Regions from separate parts of the Arachis hypogaea genome. Here region 2 is linked to region 1. A link is a contact called in public Hi-C data. All regions are on one chromosome and are shown on one strand. Each heading gives the region's core, a stretch centred on a gene start, on an enhancer-like site or on the middle of the called end of the contact. The rest is flanking DNA. Distances are from core to core; before and after follow the strand shown. Region 1 holds the start of LOC112791361 (transcription factor bHLH112). Region 2 has its middle 12 kb from the start of LOC112791363.

Region 1 (3,413 bases), core at 721-3,220:
TTTTTTTTACAAAAAGAAATTGAAAATAAAAAAATTTTCGACCTAAACTATAAAGACCAAAATCGTACTTAACTTTATATATATCTTAGCTCATTTTTTTTAGTTTATTCATCAGTCAATTTATCATTGTGAAATATTTATAAATTTTTATTAAATTATACTAATTATATAATAATTTAATTTTAATATATTATAATATTATTATAAAAGAGTTAGATTTAGATAATCAATCATGTATTGTGACATAAATAAAAATAATTAATTCTCACGCATATTATTTAAAAATCATTAAACACGTTACATTTACACTGTTATCAGCAATGCATCAAAATTAAAATTATTATATAATATATTAAAAAATAATATGATATTCTTGTAGATATTTCTAAATCTTCTACCTAAACGGACGATTCATCTGAATTTTAAAATGTTCAAAAGTCATAAGTTCAAAGGGGATAAGGTCATTGACATCCGAATTTGGTCGCTGCCAGTGTTGCAGTTGTGTTAGGTTAAAATTATTATTTTAGTTCTTGTTTCTTAAGTTGGGTTTTAGACTTTAGATTATCTTTTACGTGGCATCCACGCGCCATCATACCGCGCTTTGGGTTTGGCCAACCAAGTTCCATTCTTTTTTTCCCCTTTTGTTTCTTTTTAAATGGAAGCATTAGTACATTAGCAACTAGGTTATTGACCCTGCTACGAGTCCTGGTACTACATTGTCTGCAATGATAAGCATTTGGACCATTAGAATGGTCCTCAATTTCATCCAAGGGTACATATTTTTCCGTTATAATCTTTTTTCTGGTGATTTTTTTCTGTTATAAATTTTAAATTTTAGGATAAAGTATATATTTTTTTAAAATTTGATAAAAATTTAAAAAATATTCTTAAATTTTATTTTATTTTAATTTTGTTTCAAAAATTTTCTATCTGCATCAAATATGCTCTGGACGATTAATTTTTCAAAAAATTAAAGACCGATTCAACAACAGTTTCATAAGAACAACCCTCAACACAAACAAATCAAATATAATTTTTATGTGTTATTGTTATATTGGTTTTACATTTTTTGAAAATTTATAGTATATTCGATACAAATAAAAAATTTTAGGATAAAATTAATATAAAATAAAATTTAATGATAATTTTAAAATTTTTATCAAATTTAAGAGACAAAAAATATATTTTATCCTAAATTTTATAATAATAGTAGTCTATTATGTCAATAAAGAAAAAGAAAAAGGGCTAGAGTGCCTAAAAGGTACTTATATTTTAACCAATTGAAAATTTTAATTAATATTCATAATTTCCCTTTTTGGATGAGGAGAAAGCCTTGTGATTTTTTGTTTTTCTTATTTTCTCAATTTTTTCAATGTCTTTTTGAAAGCACAACTTCCAACAGTTATATTAGTTATATTTTATTTTACAATATTTTCGATATTTGTTTTTTTTCTTAAACCATAAATTTAAAATATTTGAACCATATGATCAATATCTTTCAGGAATCATGACATGGCTGGAATATAGCTACGATCATATCTCATCACATACATCAATATCATCATACCCACATCCCTTCATACAAAAGGAACACAAGTAATTTCCACAAGCAATGTATTATAACAATTAACAAGTGCCTTCCTATATATGAACTTCAGGTTGTATGTGAACTTATATCTTATTATCATTGAGTGTAATATAAAATAATTTAAATAAAATATAAATTGATATTATTATTTCTCATCATACTCTAATATATTATATATACATACACATCATACTTTTATATATATATATATATATATATATATATATATATATATATATATATATATATATTGAATGATGTGGATATATCTTTTAAATATAGAATGCTTATTAGGATTTATTATATTGTAATTCAAAATTTTATTTATAATGACATGGATTAATCTTGTGATTTATACAATATATTTATAATAATTATTATTTTAGGTAAAGGAGTAGATAAGAGTTGATACATTATTCTAATAATTAAATTTAAAAAGATATACAAGAGAAATTAGACCAAGCATTATTGAAGCATATTATTAAAAATTATTTAATACATATATATAGCTATCCAGTGAACTGAATATTTCTCTCTCACAAAATTAAAGCAAGATAGATAACCCAAGAAAAGTGATCAAACAAACAAATAAATAAAAAATATAAAATTACATAGACATACACATGCATGTACATGTATTTAAATAAATAAATAAAATTAAAAAAAAGAGCAGAATTAGAATTAGATTCAATGTTTTGTTTGTGTCTTTAATTTATGTGATTTGTCCAATCATCGGCTTGTAATGTCAACCGGATTCCGGTAATATCTCTCCAATTTTCCGTACCCTTCTTCACAAACCGCTTCATATATAAATAAATTCTCCCTAACAACCCTCCTCCTTTACCCTTTCTTCTTCCCTATAAAAAGCCTATTTAATCCTTGCTCTCTCTCGGTGTGGGATCATATAATATGGCTGACGATGAGGATTTCCAAGGTGCAGCAGGGATTTGCGGTGAGAACTGGTGGAGGAGTATTGATTCAACAAGGAGTGTGTTTCCTCCTCTAACCTCATCATCACCATCTTCAACTTCACCTTGTTCCGTGGCACCACCCACCGACACTAGAACTTGGCCAAGTAGTGATGATCATCATCATTGTTTCATGGATTTGAAGGCACCGGCGTGTGATATTATTAGTAACAATAATAATAATAATTACCATATGAGTTTTCATGATGCGCAAGAGAAGCCACACAACAACAAGACTACTACTAATGAATCACAAAGTGGAAGCATGTTGATCGATTCAACCTTCCAAATGATGGGTTTTGGCTTGTCTTCACCCAATTGGGATCATCAATCTCTGTTGTAAGTTTTCATGAATATTAATTTGTTAGTATATATAGAAATATGCGTGATAGTGGATGCATATGTGCACACACAGCAGGGTCCAAATTAATTAAAGGTTCCACTATGGAATTGAAGAAAAAGTAGTAGCGTTGGTTTTCTCTTAACTTTTTCTCATTGATTTCATATGTAAAAAGCGAACCTCTTCTTATGAAAAGCTTGTATATGGGGTATACATACTACACTACTGTATGTATGTTTCTACTCCTTAATTTTCTTATATTTTCCATTATTTAACTTGTTCTTCTTCAGAGAGAATAATAATTCACAAATAATCCAAAAGGATTATTGGAGCAGAAAGAACTTTGGAACCCAACAACAACAAGTTTCAAGTACCATGGATGTTTTCAAGCGCATGAACAACCAAGAATTTTCCTCATCAACTTATGGTTACCCGTCATCAACACTGATTCAAACATTATATGATCCACAGCAGCAGCCACAGCGCTCATCATCATCATCATCATCATCACTTTTCA
Region 2 (3,470 bases), core at 908-3,407, 86 kb after region 1:
TAGATATTTAATTATATAATTTTTTTCATAAGAGATTTAATACAAAAATATTTATCATCATCTGTTTAACGTAACAATTTAAATTTAGGAGAATTGTTCCAAAAAATACTTTTTTCGAATTATTTATTGTTAATATCAGGTCAATTTCATAACATTCAATAATAACATAAATGATTATATTTGAACCACAAAGTTAACCTAAAATAAAATATAGAAATTGATGAAACAAAATATTAAGACAAAAAATGATTAGAAGCGTAAAAATAGAGAAAAAATATCAAATTTAAATAATGTCAAAAAGAATCTAATATATAAAGATGTGAATTGTAAAAATAGAGGGATACATATATAAAGAAGAATAGCATGCATGCATAAACGTTTTTTCACTATATCATAATTTGCTCCAGCTATACGATGAATTTAGCGGCAGTCAGCAGATCCAAAAGTTTGCATCGGTGCACCTCAAACACATGACTTGATTTCTTAAGCTGTAAGTATGCCGGGCACATTGTCGTCCAATTCCATCAGCAACGGTAATACCTAAATTAAGACATTTTCGAGTTATAAACAAACAATCAACGAAATACTATTTATCATACATTCTCATTTATCCATAAAAGAAATTTTACATTAAAAAAAAGAAGAAAAGAAGAGTTAAAATAGCAAGAACGATAAAAATGATGATTCTTATCATTTTATTTGGCCGTCTATATATAGAAGACCAGAAAATCATCATTATCTAACAAAATTAATTTGTATTTATTGCATTTGATTTGAATAAGCAAGAAATTATCATATTTTAGTTTAGTATTTAATTCACATGATTTGAATTTGACTTAATACATATAATTTAATTTGATTTAATTATTAGTTAAAAATATCTCAATTGCTTATTTTATTTATAGATTTATTATTTTAATTATTAATAATTTAATCAAATCAATTAATTAATATACATAATTTATACCTAATTTAATTTAATAAATTAAAAAATACTACCAGAATATTAAAAGAAATAAATTAGGAAATACTATTAAAACAAATTGATATAAATTATAATTATTATGTAATATTTAAATATCTAATCAAATCAATTAGTTGATATAATTAATCTCATAATAAATTGTATTTAATGAGTTAAAAGAAATAAATCGATAAACACTCTCAGAAGCATGCCACGCCAGCTCCATCATTAAGTGTAGAAATCCGATTTTTATATAATAGAATCGAATAGACGTTAATTCATATATATTATATAAATAAATTTAATTAGAATAAATAACAATTTATTTATTTTATTTTAGACTTCATAAATGAAAAGAGTAATTCACTAATATAACGAATTATAATTAATGTAGTATAATTAATTAATATAAATTATAATAAATTATATTAAGAAAAGAAATATTTAAATATCTAATCAAATCAATTAGTTAATATATTAATTCAGTGCAATAAATTGTATTGAATGAGTTAAAACAATTAAATCGAAAAACACTCTCCGAAACATGCCACGTCAACTTCATCATTAAGTGCAGACATCCGATTTTTATATAATAGAATAGATTTTATATAAAGAATTTAATTAAAAAATCAATTTTTTTATCTAATATTAATTAGTTTTCAAATCTTTTTATTCTAAATTTTAAATCACAAATCTTGAATTCTAAATTCTAATCTTAAATTTTAATTCTAAATTTTAAATTATATAAAAAATAAACGTACAAAAATAATTTTACAATAAAAATTAATTAGTATTGATTAATTAAAAATTAATTTTTTATATTTAATTTTATAGATAATTTATAGCTCAACATTGAATCTAAATATGGACCAAAAGAATATATTAATAATGAAAAGCCAAAACTAGAAGGGAAAAAAAACTTTTGAGGACCAAATCAAGATAAGACATATTTATCATTGTAATATTAAAAAAATATTTAAATCTTAAAATAGTAATCAAATAAATAGATGTCACTACAATGATTTCACATCAACGCTACGTAACCAATATCCTTGATAGTAGTTTCATCTCATGGATAGTTGGGTGCAACAACATTTCTGAGGGATAAATATTCGATCCATATCCCCAACTTGGTCAACATAACACATCGTCCTCGGACGTAATCCGAGCTCAAATATTCTTTTTGGTAATCTGATGGGGCCTAAGCCCAATACAGAAAAACAAGCAAACTAACTAGTGGGTCTGGACTCTGGAGACTCTACAATCTTGTTCCATAAGAATCTCTAAATTTGCAATGTGATTTATAAATGCTTGACTAAGATACTGGTGAATAGAATAAAACCCTCCTTGCCAAATCGCATAGCTCCAAACCAGTCCAGCTTTATACACGGGCGTTCTATCCAGGACAATATTATTATTGCCAAGAAAATGGTGCACAATATGAAAAGAATGAAAGGGAGAAAGAAGTTTATGGCCATAAAAATCGATTTTGAGAAAGCTTACAATCACATTAGTTGGAAGTTCATAAACAAAGCTTTGAGCGAGTTTGGGTTGTCGCAGCATATGTTAGAAGTTATTATGGCTTGTGTCACAACCACCTCCTATCAAATTTTGTGGAATTGGTACAAGGCGGAGGCTTTCCTCCCTACTCGTGGCATAAGGCAAGGAGACTCTATATTCCCTTACCTTTTTGTCATAACTATGGACAAGCTGTCCCAATTTATTGAAAAAAAGGTTAATATGGAAGACTGAATACCTACGAAGGCAGGACGGCAGGGTCCTCATATCTCGCATCTCTTGTTTGCTGACGATCTACTTTTATTTATGGAAGCATCCCCAGAACAGATAAGAATTGCTATGGAGAGTTTGGAGGAATTTAAAAAGGCTTCGGGCTTTAAGGTAAATCCAATGAAAACTTCAATTTATTTCTCTAAGAATGTTGATGTACGGACCAGACAAGAGATTGTTGGATTGAGTCGTTTTTCTGAAGTGGAAAGTCTAGGAAAATACTTGGGTGCCATATTTAATAATAAGAGAAAAGGGAAGGATAAATTTAAAAACATTATTGATAGGGTGGCGAAAAAGATGAAAGGGTGGAAAGCAAAATGTCTTTCATTGGGAGGGAGAATTACTTTAGTACAGTCTGCCATAAGTCCTTCAATCAACTTTGATATGATGTACACCTCCATACCAAAGGGAGTTTGTTTGGAAATTGAAAAAATGCAGAGAAGATTTATATGGGGGACGAGACTAACAAGAGAAGAATACACAATGCTAACTGGGAGGTTCTATGCAAACCAAAAATAGTTGGAGGAATGGGGATCAAAAGGCTTGAGGTAATGAATGAAGCTTTTCTTGTTAAACTGCTGTGGCGTCTACTAAAGAATGAGAAGGCTTTGTGGTCGGAGGTCCTAAAAAGTAAGTACGGGAGAGGAAAAAATTTACTCCATGAACTTCAAATATGCTCAACAGATTCAACATTATGGAGAAGCTTGGCCAAAATTTG

What was found. Hi-C and Micro-C count contacts between places; a contact is called where the count stands out from the background.
Region 2: a Hi-C map of leaf shows a contact between it and region 1, with 1.7 times the contacts expected there. The contact joins the enhancer-like site here to the promoter of LOC112791361 in region 1.

Annotation. Positions count from the first base shown.
Region 1 is chr3:126,169,762-126,173,174 of arahy.Tifrunner.gnm2.J5K5, forward strand. LOC112791361 (transcription factor bHLH112) reads left to right here and starts at 1,971. Exons shown (of 7, transcript XR_003817924.2): 1 at 1,971-2,895; 2 at 3,187-3,413.
Region 2 is chr3:126,255,179-126,258,648 of arahy.Tifrunner.gnm2.J5K5, forward strand. No RefSeq gene overlaps it. Among protein-coding and RNA genes, the nearest start is that of LOC112791363, 12 kb to the left of the region's middle. Within about 2 kb of position 2,158, at least 3 of the 3 cell types and tissues checked have open chromatin away from gene starts, as enhancers often do.